Linked DNA regions of Mus musculus: region 1 is linked to region 2. The links are chromatin contacts, called in public Hi-C maps. All regions are on one chromosome and are shown on one strand. The core of a region is the stretch at or near the end of the contact, and the rest is flanking DNA. Distances in the headings are between cores, read along the strand shown.

What was found. A called contact is a pair of places that touch in the nucleus more often than the background predicts.
Region 1: a Hi-C map of the N1E-115 cell line shows a contact between it and region 2, with 8 times the contacts expected there. The contact joins two enhancer-like sites. A contact is called at or near these places in 20 of 484 Hi-C or Micro-C datasets (the HL-1 cell line, the N1E-115 cell line, Sertoli cells and 9 more) and 1 of 115 datasets of contacts at active chromatin or transcription factors (embryonic stem cells).

What each region holds. Positions count from the first base shown.
Region 1 is chr15:43,982,692-43,989,277 of GRCm38.p6, forward strand. No RefSeq gene overlaps it. Among named protein-coding and RNA genes, the nearest start is that of Tmem74, 120 kb to the left of the region's middle. Within about 2 kb of position 2,565, at least 3 of the 459 cell types and tissues checked have an H3K27ac peak or open chromatin away from gene starts, as enhancers often do. A contact at or near this core is called in the N1E-115 cell line, where this site is marked.
Region 2 is chr15:43,770,005-43,776,876 of GRCm38.p6, forward strand. No RefSeq gene overlaps it. Among named protein-coding and RNA genes, the nearest start is that of Tmem74, 97 kb to the right of the region's middle. Within about 2 kb of position 3,312, at least 4 of the 459 cell types and tissues checked have an H3K27ac peak or open chromatin away from gene starts, as enhancers often do. A contact at or near this core is called in the N1E-115 cell line, where this site is marked.

The DNA of each region.
Region 1 (6,586 bases), core at 1,315-3,814, 210 kb after region 2:
GATGGTTTCTTTTGCAGTTAATTCCCTCCCAAATAAGCCCCAACAGATGAAAACACAACATAGTTAATATGATTACATGCTGCAAGCCTGGATTGGGCAGATCTACCACTACACTACCATCTTCCACAGCTTATGAGACCCCTCAGAACTTGCAGTCTCTCCAGGCCATGTGCTTCTGCTCTACTTTTCTCCCTTTCCATTTTCTCCTTCTTTTCTCTCTCACCTTCTGCTCCACCTTCCCTTTTATCTGCCCAAACATCAGCTCTCCTTTATTTTACAAATTAAGGTGGGAAGCAGGTTTACAAGAAATCTCCTGAGTGCTGACTCATTCCTTGTTTTTAACCACTCACAGGAGGGAAAATGGAATTAACATCAAATATAATTAGCCCCAGGGCTTTCCACAACAGGTTTCTGGTTCAATTTCCTCAATGACTCAACGAAGACATTAGTGTTCAATTACAAACAGGGCATGTACATCCAAGATATGAAACATACATCATGACTGAGAACAACAGCTAAGCATTGGTGCCCAAAGAAGCTGCTTTTTCCTCTTCATCTCCTTTTCTATTAACTTTAAAAGGAGAAAATATCACTGTCCTAAACCATGACAGCAAGCTAAGCAAGCTATAATCTAGGCATTTGTTTTCTCTTGTCGTCCAAACAAGACAAGATTCATTCACATCATACATTTAAATGAACACAAATTTGCTATAGCCTGTGTAGCAAGATGGCCTTGATTTAACTAATCAAGCATAGTCATGTCATAAAAACATGAAGTTTGAAACAAGAGAACCTGTTCAGAATGAGACAATACTAATAAGTGTTTAACTTGAGAGCTTTATGGACTTGATGATAAATAGGATTATAGATGAGTAGCAAGTACTGGCCACATGATCACTCATCTCCCCATTTGTCCATGCGGCTGTGTCATCTTAAAGGATTTGGATAGCAGACATGCTGACTCTACCCTGATGAGAGACTCCAAGGTTGTCTCCATTGTAGCAGTTCTGCAAAGACATCTCACTGAGAAGAACCTGTTGTAAAGGTGTAGTGCCGCTTAATATTCTCTGTAAAGAATGATAGGAAGTTGATGCAATCCTAATAAAATCTAAAGTATAAGTAAAAGAGAAGAGCTAGACTTCTAAACACTGGGGTATCTGAGTCTTCCTAAGTTCACTCCTTAGAAGTGAAACAGAAGCTTCCAGTTGCACAGTAACCTGATGGTTAAGAAACAGAATATTCTTAATCACATACATAATTTTTATGAACATTTATTTTTATTATCAATTCTTAATAAGTTTATTTTGTGTTCATTCTACTTTGTATCACTTTTTTTGTATGTTATTTTTACTAAAATTATAGAAGATAGGCTGCCTGTGGCCCTTCCACACTCTCTTACACCAAACATAGACCCAATTTTCGGGATCACCAGTATTTCAAGAACAGAACACCAGCTGCAACTTTCCATCCCTGCTGTGCATGCCTCCTGTGGATCCCACAGATCATATCTCCCTATGCCCCTACCCTTCTCTTTTAGCCTCAAAGCTGTGATCCAGCCTCCAACTCCAGAGGACATGCCCTGCTCAACTATGAGCCTTGTCTGTCAGATCAGCCTTTCCCCATGAACACACCAGCCAATCAAGCAAATAAAACAGGTAACGCTCAACTAACACATTCTCTGAAAATCTATAGAGAAAACAGAAACCAAGGAAGAAAACTCTTACCCAACCAAGACAACCCAAAAGATCAGCACCTGTATCTATAATAAGCCCAACTGCAGATGCCTAGATGCCAGCATAAGAACACAATCAAAACAACCTGGGTAGTATGAGTCCACCAGAGCCCAACTGTCCTACCACAACAGATCCAAAATTTCAACAAAGGAAAAAAAAAAAAAAAAAAAAAACCTAACTAATCCCTCAACTAAAACTAGGAGAATATAAACAAACAATATCCCTTTAAAAAGCCAAGAAACAAACAAATAGTTGAAGGAAACAAATGTGGTTCAAGACCCTAAAAAAGAGCCGGGCATGGTGCCGCATGCCTTTAATCCTAGCACTTGGGAGGCAGATGCAGGCGAACTTCTGAGTTCGAGGCCAGTCTGGTCTACAGAGTGAGTTTCAGGACAGCTAGGGCTATACAGAGAAACCCTGTCTTGGAAAAACAAAACAAAATCCCAAAAAACAAAAACAAAAAACCCTAAAAGAGAAATAGAACCAATAAAGAAAACACAGACTGAGGCAATCCTGGAAATGAAGGGTCCCTGGTTTGCAGAAGAATTATACACCAGACTCAAATAGTATGCAAAAGCAAAGAGCAGGTTTTTTCTTCTGCAGAAATCCAGTGTGTGTGTGTGTGTGTGTGTGTGTGTGTGTGTGTGTGTGTCATTCCAAGATGGAGACAACCCAATGAGCTCTCAGGCCCAATTTAATGCACACATGGAAAATTCTGAAGTAGGTGATCTTTATCTTAATCTGTTGACTCTGACTTTGTCTCTAGGGACATTCCAGAACCATTACTGTGGCACAGGGGCTGGAATCTGTTGCTGGGGAAGTCTGGAAACTGTTGCTGACTGATTGTTCTTGCCTCAGGCCAGGTGGCAGTGAAGCTTCTGATGGTAGGGCAGTTTCTGATTACCTGCCTGAAGCCTGGGTTGGTTTTGTTTTTGTTTGTTTTGTTTTGTTTTGTTTTGTTTTGTTTTGTTTTGTTTTGTTTTGTTTTGTTTTGTTTTGTTTGAGTAAATGGCTTGCCTGGGGTTGGTTGGATTCTCCCAGTTCTTGGAAACTGAGATTCAGGCCTAGTCTCCTGAATTGACAATTTGAAGTTTGTCATGGAGTCAGCCTATCTCATTAGAAAATCTGGTGTATTACTGAAAGACCAAACCCAAGAATAATAGGAATAAAAGAAGGAGAAGAATCTTGGCGTAATTCTAACCAAGGAAGTGAGAGACTTGTATGATAAAAATCTTTTAAGTTTTTGAGGAAAGAAATTGAAGAAGATTTCAGAAGACAGAAATATCTCCCATGTTCATGAATGGGTAGGATTAACACAGTAAGAATGGCCAAAAGCAATCTACAGATTAATGCAATCATCAGCAAAATTCTAACACAACTTTATAGACTTTGAAAGGAAAATTATTAACTTCGTAGGAAAAACAAAAATTCCAGGAGAGGTAAAGAAATCCTGAAAAATAAAAAACCTTCTGGAGGTATCATCATCCTTGATTTCAAAGTTGGATTGCAAAGCTATAATAATAAGGTCTGCATGGTATTGGCATCAAAACAGACCATTAATTATTGGAATCCAAGTGAAGACACAGATATAAATCCTCCTATTTAGTTGCCTTATCCAGCCTGGATATAAGTGTTTTTTTTTCCCTTGCCTTATTGTATGTTGTTTTGTACTATTTGGCTGTTGTCTCTTTGAGGCCTGCTCTTTTCCGAATAGGAAATGGAATGGAAGTGGATATAGGGGAGAGGAGAGGTGGAAGATAGCATAGAAGTGGAGAGAAGAGAAACTGCTTGTGATATATTATGTGAGAGAATAATCTACTTTCTTTTCTAAATTATTTAAAGTTTTAATTAAAAAGAAGTATGAAGGGCTGGTGAGATGGCTCAGTGGGTAAGAGCACCCGACTGCTCTTCCGAAGGTCCAGAGTTCAAATCCCAGCAACCATATGGTGGCTCACAACCATCTGTAACAAGATCTGACTCCCTCTTCTTGTGTGTCTGAAAACAGCTACAATGTACTTACATATAATAATAAATAAATCTTAAAAAAAAAAGAAGTATGAAGAGGTTCACCTGTGATTAAAACCTTAAATTCTTTTAAGACATTTTAAAATATTTTTATTAATCTATTTATTTATTTATTTATTTATTTATTTATTTATTTATTCATTCATTCATTTTCCATCCTGATCAGGGCCCCCTTTCCTCCTCTCCCCCCAGTCTCACCCTTACAAATCCCTCCCCCATTACCTCCAAGCCCCACTTGGGTATCACCCTGCAATGGGACATCCAGTTGCAGTAGGACTAAGTGCATTCTTTCCCACTGAGGCACAACTAGGCAGTCTAGTCAGGGGAAAGGAATCCAATGGCAGGCAACAGAGTTAGAGATAGCCTCTGCTCCAATTGTTAGGTGAGCCACATGAAGACTAAACTATGCATCTGATACAAGTGTGTAGTGGCCCTATATCAAGCCCCTCATGCTCTTTGGTTGGTGGTTCATTCTCTGTAAGTCTCTATGGGCACAGGTTAGTTGACTCTGTAGGTTTTGGGATGTTCCTGATTCCTCCAGCTTACTCAGGTCTGTTCTCTACTCTTCTACAAGACTTCCTCAAGCACTGCCTGATCTTTGCCTGTGGGTTTCTGCATCTGTTTCTTTCTGCTATATAAAGACTCTCAGAAGACAGATATGCTAAACTCCTGTCTGTAAACATAACAGAGTATCATTAATAGTGTCAATGGTTGTCTCTTTTGCATGGGTTGGGTCTCAAGTTGGGCCAGTCATTGGTTGGCAGTTCACCAATTTTTGCTCAATCTTTATCTCTGTGAATCTTTTATAAGCAGGACCAATTTTGGCTTGAAGATTTTGTGGATGGGTTGATGTTCCCCTCTCTCTATTGGAATTCCTCCCTGGCTACAGGAGGGGGCAACTTCAGTCATCATACCCTATGCTGTTAGGTGTCTCAGCTAGGGTTACCCCCATAGACTCTCTGAAGCCTCCTCAACAATTTATTTTTTAATTAAAAGAAAAAGCTATAAAGGAAACTACTCATGCTATCTACTATTTTATAAATCTTATTCTTTATAACATATAAAATCCACTTCATTATATCTTAGTTTTATTTATTTTTTACTTTGTCCTGTATAAAAAAGAATCTTAAAATACTGAAGCTAGTCCTCTCCTTTATGTCTTTTAAAAAACACTTTCTATTCTCTTTGGCTGTACTTTATTTTAAACCTGAAATTTTTATTCATTTATGCTACTTACAGTTACTCACATCTTTCTTGAGTTATTTATCTTTGCTTTTCTGCATTCAGCCATTTCAAAGTGAGTTATTTTTGCTGGTACATGTCCTTTAGTGGTTCATTCAGTAAATGTGCATGAATAGTAAAACCTCTCAATCATAATGTATTTAAAAACAACTTTCTTTTACACTCATTTTGAATAATGAGGTTAAAGCACATAAACTGCTCTATAAAGTGATTTGACTCCAAGTTTTAAAATAGCCCATTTGCTATAAGACATAATGAAAAATTAAATTGCCTTTAGACTTTAATACAAATTAGCAGTAAATAAAAGGCATATATCAATGCCATGATGCTTAATTCAAGATAAGTATAAAGGCTAGAGAAGGCCCTACATTTGGTTGTGTTATGCATAAATTACCAAATAAAAATGAAATGCAGTGATCATGCCTTGCTGCATTATATTCTTGTAGCTAAAGATTAACATATGGTCATGAAAAATGAAAACATTATACCATGTTATATTACCAACAAGACTTTAATCTATGCCTAGATTTTCCAGTGGTTACCGATATACCTGATATATTGTTTTTCTCACTTAAACATATATCCTGTCAACACATAAACAGTAAGCTTAAATTATTGCATAATATTTACTACTCATAATTCCTCAAGGAACAATATATTAAAAAAAAAAACTATACTTTGTGTACAATGGCAGTGATCAGATTTGCTGTTAAAACATTGCTGGAGTCTCTCCTACCTTCCCCAAGTGAAGTGGATGTCCCTTACTTTATTCTGCTGTTTGTATAAGTTTATAGCACTCACACACACATATCTTAACACTATTAGTTAATTTTAGCTTTCAATGCTTCCAAGCTCTTGCCTTCAGAGCTGGCTCAACCCTTGACCAGGACCAACACTTCTGTGCTTCCCAGGCAAGTTGCAGGCCCTGCACACTTCCTAATCCTTTCCAAACAGTTCATTAACTGGGACTAGGCATGCAAATATATGAGACTATGAGGGGCATTCTCATTCAAACTGCCAAAATATGTTTCACAGATGATGATCATTGCTTCTAAATGTTTTTATCAGCAATGAGGAGTTTTAGTAATTTTACAGAATTTTTTATATTAATATTTTTAATTTCTCAAATTAAAATACAATTTCATCATTTTCTTCTCCTTCCTCCCTTCAACCCTTCCCAGGTACACTGCCAATTGCTCTCTTTCAAATTCTTTTTAAAAAAAATTTGATATATCTTTATATATTCTTAATTAGGTATTTTCTTCATTTACATTTCTAATGCTATCCCAAAAGTCCCCCATACCCTCCCCCACCCACACTCCCCTACCCACCCACTCCCACTTCTTGGCCCTGGTGTTCCCCTCTACTGAGGCATATAAAGTTTGCAAGACCAATGGGCCTCTCTTTCCACTGATGGCCTACTAGGCCATCTTCTGATAGATATGCAGCTAGAGGCACCTTCCCCTCCAGAGGAGAGGTGTCCGCCCCGCCTGGGAGGGCTTTGCCACAGCAAATCACCTTGTTGGACAGTGTTCTCTAAGCCTTGGGTGCAGGAGATTTGCTATAGATGTATCAGCCGGGTTATC
Region 2 (6,872 bases), core at 2,062-4,561:
TCCTCACACCTTCATTTTGAAGGTCATTTGAGTGCCTTTCTCCTGTTTTTATATCTGTTCATACTTTATAAACAAACAATTTTGTATCTGTTGCCATCATACGAATATTATAAATGTTTTAAAGCAACAGGCACATAAGATAAATTTACCTACTAAATTAGGCAAGCCCTAATTTAGAGCTCTGCAAGCAGTGTACTAGCCCATGCTCCTACCTCTTGTGTCCAGCATGCATTTGTCATAAAGAATAAGCTCCGGTAAACATGACTCCGGTAGAAAGCCATCAAATGAAGACAGAAGATTAAAGCATTCACTTCAGAGTTGATTTTTAAGTCTCCTGAGTTACTCAATGTTTTCAGTCACTAGAAGTCTACTATGAGAGAACTCTGGAGCAATGAGGTGAATAAAACAGCATTGCAGTCTCAGCTGCTGCTGATGCAGGTAAGCTACTCAAATTCAATTAATTTTCCCTCAAGAATCAGTTTAAAGCTAGGGATATGGGTCAATTGGTAAAGTGCTTATTTTGAAGGCAAGTGGAGCTCAGTTGAGATTTGAAGTTTGTGAAGGAGTGTGTACCTATAATTCTAGTGCTGGGAGTGGAGAGATGAGGATCCCTGTGGCTTACTACTAGACAGTCAACCAAATTGATGACCCTATCTCAGGAAATAAGGTGAAGAGCAACTGAGAAATACAACAAAGTCATCATGTGGTCTCCATTTGCACATATGTACATATATACTTACACATACATATTCATACACAGACACATACAAATATATCAGACAGACAGACAGACAGACAGACACACGCGTGCATTTTTCTCAATAGAATCAAAGCCCAGATGAATTATAGATTCATGCCAAAATTTCAAAAACTCATAACTGGCCAGACTAGCCAAACTGATGGCTGTTGAGTTCTCAGTTCTAAGTGGAACATCATTATCAGCTCCATACTTGCACATGCTCAAGGATCTGTGATCATCAAGGGAAAGCGGGTACAGATGAGGAACAATGCTGTGAATGCTGTCTCCTGGACATGTCATGGTCATTGCACTCACAAATTCACTGCACCTCTGGCTACTGGCACAAAATCAAGCCAACACTATGCGTCAGCATCCCTCAGGCAGCACGAATTGGATTGAATGGATTATTGAAAAAGGGAAGTATATGAAGGGAAGGAAGGAGAAGAGTTGTTGGAGATGCCCAGGTGGTGCTGGATAGGTGATTGGACAATATGATCAAGATACATTGTATAAAATTGGTCTCAAAGAATGAACTAAAGATGGCTTTTAAAACAGAATTATATACAAAATTGGAAAAGATCACACTTGCCTCCTCTTCCTTGCTTTCTTTGTTCTGGCAGTCTGTCTCTAAGCACTCTCCATTCTTGAGATTGTAGCTTTGTTTTCCTGAATGTCGGGAACACTTTGTTGTAGGGTCTAATCTCCTAAGGGTTTTGTTGAGACTGTCTCCCCCATTTACTCTATAAAACCAAACTCTTTAATTTTATTACCACCTCTAATCAATAATATCGATTTATATATATAAATTTCTCCAAAGAGAATATAAATTTTATGAAAATGAAGACTTTGCATGAAGGGAAATTAGTCTAATCCATCACTTTATTTTGTTGTATTTTTGTACTAAAGGGACATTGGAGTCCCTTCATAATCTTCCTTTCTTTTCATGTCTTATTCCAAGCAATTAGGATCTCATATTACCCCACATTAATTTCCTAGAAATATATAAAAACTAAAGCATGTTAGGTTTTCATGCTATTTCCTCAGTGAAATTATTTTAATATTATTCAGTCAGTTTATAAAAATTTTTAGCTTTATGCATTGGGTGGTGAATCCTAAGAAATATTTTGCCTTAATTCAATGTCAAAAATGTTTTCTACCATGAATAATATCAGATATTTTATGCTTTCAGAAGCTACAATCAGGCCCAAGATTAATTTTGACACTCAGGCCTAGCATTGCTTTGGCATTTGTCTTACTTTGCTGTGAAGAGACACCATGACCAAAGCACCTTTTATAAGGCAAACATTTAATTGGAGTTGGCTTAGTTTCAGACATTCAGTCCAGTAGCACCAAGGAGGTAAGAATGGCAGGATGTAGGCAGACATGGTACAGGAGTAGTAGCTGAGAGATCTATATCTGAATCCACAGGCAGGAGCATGAGTCTGTCTTTTTCAGGCAGCCAGGAGAAGGCTCTGTCTGAATTGACAAAGCTTGAGCATAGGCCCTCAAAGCCTGCCTACACAGTGACCCCTCCTCCAACAAGGCCACACCTCCTAATAGTGCTGCTTCCTATAGGCCAAGCATATTCACACTACCACAGCATTACAATATACCTTTGTTATATGAATAATTGCAGTCTCCTTGTTTCAAGATCATATATGCAATATACTTTTGTATTTCTGTCTATAACATCTACAGGATCTTGAGGTACCTGGGACATAGGATGGATGATGTTGAGGATGATGATGATGGTGATATGGTGGTGATTGTGGTGGTGGTGATGGTGGTGGTGGTGGTGGTGGTGTGGGTTGGGGGTGGTAGAGGTGATGGGAGTTTATATTCCTCCCCCAAACATTTGCTTCCATTGCGTTGTGTTTTTCTGTGCAATATCTATGCCTTGTCTACTCCTGATGATTATGTTCTTGGTTTATCTGCATGTGAATCACTATTCACCTTCATACCACTGCCATGGCCAAGGCCTTGATTAGAATGGGTTATGACATTTGAATTGTGGAGGACCCCATGTAAGTTCTCATGTTACTATGCTTTCACATGATGAGATCAGGTCATCTGTGCTCGTAGGTATTCTTATCTAAAACTAGATCTACCTATCTCATAGTGCTAAGTCTACGCTAACAAAGGTGAAAGTACAGTGGCCTAGGACAGAGAACTGACACATTGTGATCAGAGCTGTTGGGTCTGTGGTGCAGTAAGTTAATTTAACCCCTAGAGGGTGCTATGAGCGAGTAAGAATCCAAGGAGCTGATGAAATATATGGTGTTTTTCTCTTGGATTCTGTTTTTAGCAAAACTGATTATGGGGTGGTTTAAATTGCACAGATTCATTGCCATGTGACATTATGTATGCATTCATTAAATTGTGAAGCAGAACATTAATTTAGGTTCAGTCTGGGTTAACAATAATTTGAATTATTTCACAAAATGTTCTTAATGTCCTTGGCAATATTGGAAAATTAAAATAATTTCACATACCACAGTAACCTTCAGTGACTGACCAAATTTGTAAAGCCCATAACTTATGATATTTATATATCATATATATGAATATGAATTTGATTACCCTAAAATAGGCAAGGCAGCAATCACTTTGGATCTTACAAACCATAACCTTTCAGAGAAATTAATTCTTCCTGGGACAAAGATTGCTGAAGCAATAAACTATAAATGGCTTTTACGGAAGCAAATCCAAGCAGAAGAGAGTTACAATTAACATCAGAACTCCAGATAAATCAGAGCAGCCCTGATTTCATTTTCAGCTTATTGAAAATATGCAATAAGAAAGATGTAACACTCAACATAAAATCTAAGATCTAAGATTAATGGGTAATGGGGAGGGATATAAAAGGACAATGATATGAAATTTATTCTTTACATAGTCTCCAAAATGGTTTTCCTGAAAAAATTACTGAATTTGATTTTTAAAAAGCAATTGTATATGATCTATTTTCTAAGTGAAGGGAATGATTTTGTGTTTCATTGTGAACGTATCTTACAAAGCATTTGATACCTTTAATAAGTTCTCATTAGCATAATGAGGTGTTGTCCTGAGTTTGAGCTTCATAGCAGTGCTCACCCTTTCCCTAACATGTCGGTGTAGAAAGTGAATTTGTTTGGAGACTGTGTTCACTGGACATTCCCTTCTCTCCATTCTTGACTTCAGTCAACCCTCCCTGTAGGCTTTAGGGAGAGTATGAATATCCTCTTCTCTTCTTTGGGAAAACTCAACTATTCTATGGACTGCCCTTGTGTGCCATGGTTTCCTTTTCAGTAACTCAGCACACACAGTCTGTTTTAGTTATTAATAGAGTCTAGACTTCATGTGTGAACACTGCCTAAACTTTACTTTCTCTGGTGTCCTGAGAACCTATTTGGGTGTTGCATAACTATTATGAGTGAAATCCGATTTTTGATGGCAAGGGAGTCAGTGGTGCTTTGTACCATATACCTTCTTCACTATGGAAGATGAGGATGCTAACACTAATGATGCTGATTGAAGTGTATAGGTGACTCCATTAACAAAATTAAGACATTAATATATCATTTCCTCTCTTTCCAGAAATGTTACTTATTTTTATGGTCCATTAAAATCTGTGTATAAATTTTTAGGAAAATGAAGGACATGTTTAAGTTACTTATGTTTACATAGACTCATTTAGTCTATTGCTATGAAAGGATGTCATGACTGGGGCAACTTATGCAAGAGAACATTTAACTGGGCACTTGGTTATACCTTCAGAGAATTAGCCTATTATCATCATGTCAGGGAACATGGTACTGGCAGATAGGCATGGTGATGAACAAGTAACTGAGAGTTAGATCTGATTCTCCAGTAACAGCTGCAAGAGAGGGAGAGAGAGAGAGAGAGAAAGAGAGAGAGAGAGAGAGAGAGAGAGAGAGAGAGAGAGACAGAGACAGAGAGACAGAGAGACAGAGACAGAGAGAGAGAGATGGAGAGAGACAGAGACATAGAGAGACACAGAGACAAAGACAGACAAACAAGGCCTCACCTCCTAAACCTTCCCAAACAGTTCCATTAACTTTGTACCAAGCATTCAAATGTATGAGCATATAGAGCCATTTTCATTCTAACCACCACATGGAATAAAACTCTTTTTTGGGACTGGCTGTGGATGTGATGTTGTTCATTCTCACAAAAAGTTCATGTGTTAGGAAGTCAGTTCACAGATTGGCAGTAAGGGGAGGTAAGGTGGCCTTTGAGAGGTCACTATTACTCTAATAGTAAGGTTTTGTAGCTGGTGTATGCCCTCAAAAGGCATGGAAGCCTAATCAGTTATTTCTAAGGGATTAATTACTCTGAAAGCATGACCCTGGCTCCACTCTGTCTTTTTTTGCTTTCTATATAAAGGTTCAACTTTTCATCCTGACCTCTGTCATATAGGGCCCTAGACATAGTCCATGCTTTGCCTTTTGGGTAATCATCTTCAAAGCAGTGAGCTAAATATGCTACTTCATATGTACCTTGTTGACAATATTTTTATATACATGTATGAATATACATATATGTATATGTGTATATGAAGAGGTTCACATACATATGAAGAAATATCAGACCATGTCATTCACTTACTAATTCTCTCCGATGACTTCTGGGTTCAGTAAGAATGAGCTAGATTCTTTCTTTAACTCTACCCTCCTAGACCTAATAATGCTAATTTTCGCCAGTCTATTCCATTTAGAAGCTAGCCTATCTTTTCTTCTCTCATTCTGACTTCCAGCTGTTGAAGAGGTTTCTCTCCTAGAACATTCTTCCCTTAAGTATCCAAGAGACGCATTTCTTCTCATTGTTTGGAACTCAAGGCTATTACTTAGCCTTCTGGGACTGACTCATCTCCAAAGCTCCTCAGCTTCCAATTACATTTGCTGCTGTGTCTGTTACAGTGCTTTGTACCAAGTGCCCTCTAACACTATGTAGTGCACTGTGTAAGAACAGATGGCCTGTGTATCTATGCCTCCCAGCATTCCTAAAGACAAACAAGAGCCTGGGCACTCATTGATCAAACAATTAATATATGTACCAAAAGATAATATTTCTTAGGCTTTTCCTTTAGTATTCTCTCAAAATGTTTCTTGAGAAAGCTGAGGTTAATACAGAAATCACCTAAGTTATTTTAAACATGTTCTAAGTTAATAAGTAGAGCCTGTATGTTGGCAAATGAATGTTGAACATCTTTTCCCTAAGATGGTCAAGGGTAGGTGTTGCAAATTTACTGGAATCAAGTAGACATGGAGAAGATCATCTAGAGGCCCATTGGACACGCAAACTGTATATGCCCCAGTACAGGGGAACGCCAGGGCCAAAAAAATGGGAATTGGTGGGTAGGGAAGTGGGGGGAGGGTATGGGGAACTTTTGGGATAGCATTGGAAATGTAATTGAGGAAAATATGTAATAAAAATATTAAAAAAATAAAATTTAATTTAAAAAAAGGAACCATACCGCAAACCCACAACCAACATCATACTAAGACAGAAAAACTTGAAACATTTCTACTCAAATTATAAATAAGCCAGTGACATCCACTCTCTCTACTTCTGTTCAATATAGTGTTTGAGGTATTAGCCAGGGCAATGAGACAAAAACAAAGAAGATAAATGGGATACAACTAGGAAATGGAGAAGCCAAAATATCCTTATTTATAGTTGATACGATTTTATATGTACAAGAACCTAAGGATTTTACCAGGAAGCTTCTAAAGCTGATAAAAACATTAAGTAGGGCAGTGGAATATACAGCTAACACACACACACACACACATACACACACACACACGCATTCATACACAATCAATAACCTTTCTGAACATAAAAAAAGAAACACATGCTATGAAAGAGATTAGGGAGATAATATCATTCATAATAGCTTCAAATTAATCTTGTAATAAATCTAACAAACAAAAGGAAAGACTTATGTGATGAAAACATTAAGATACTGAATAAAGAAACTGTAGAAGCTGTAAAGAACTCCCATGATCATGAATTTGTTCAAATGATATTGTGAAAATGGTCTTCTAGTAGACAATCTATATATTTAATGCATTTCACATCAAAATTTGAATGCAGTTCTTCACAAAGGTTAAAAAAAAAATCTTAGCCA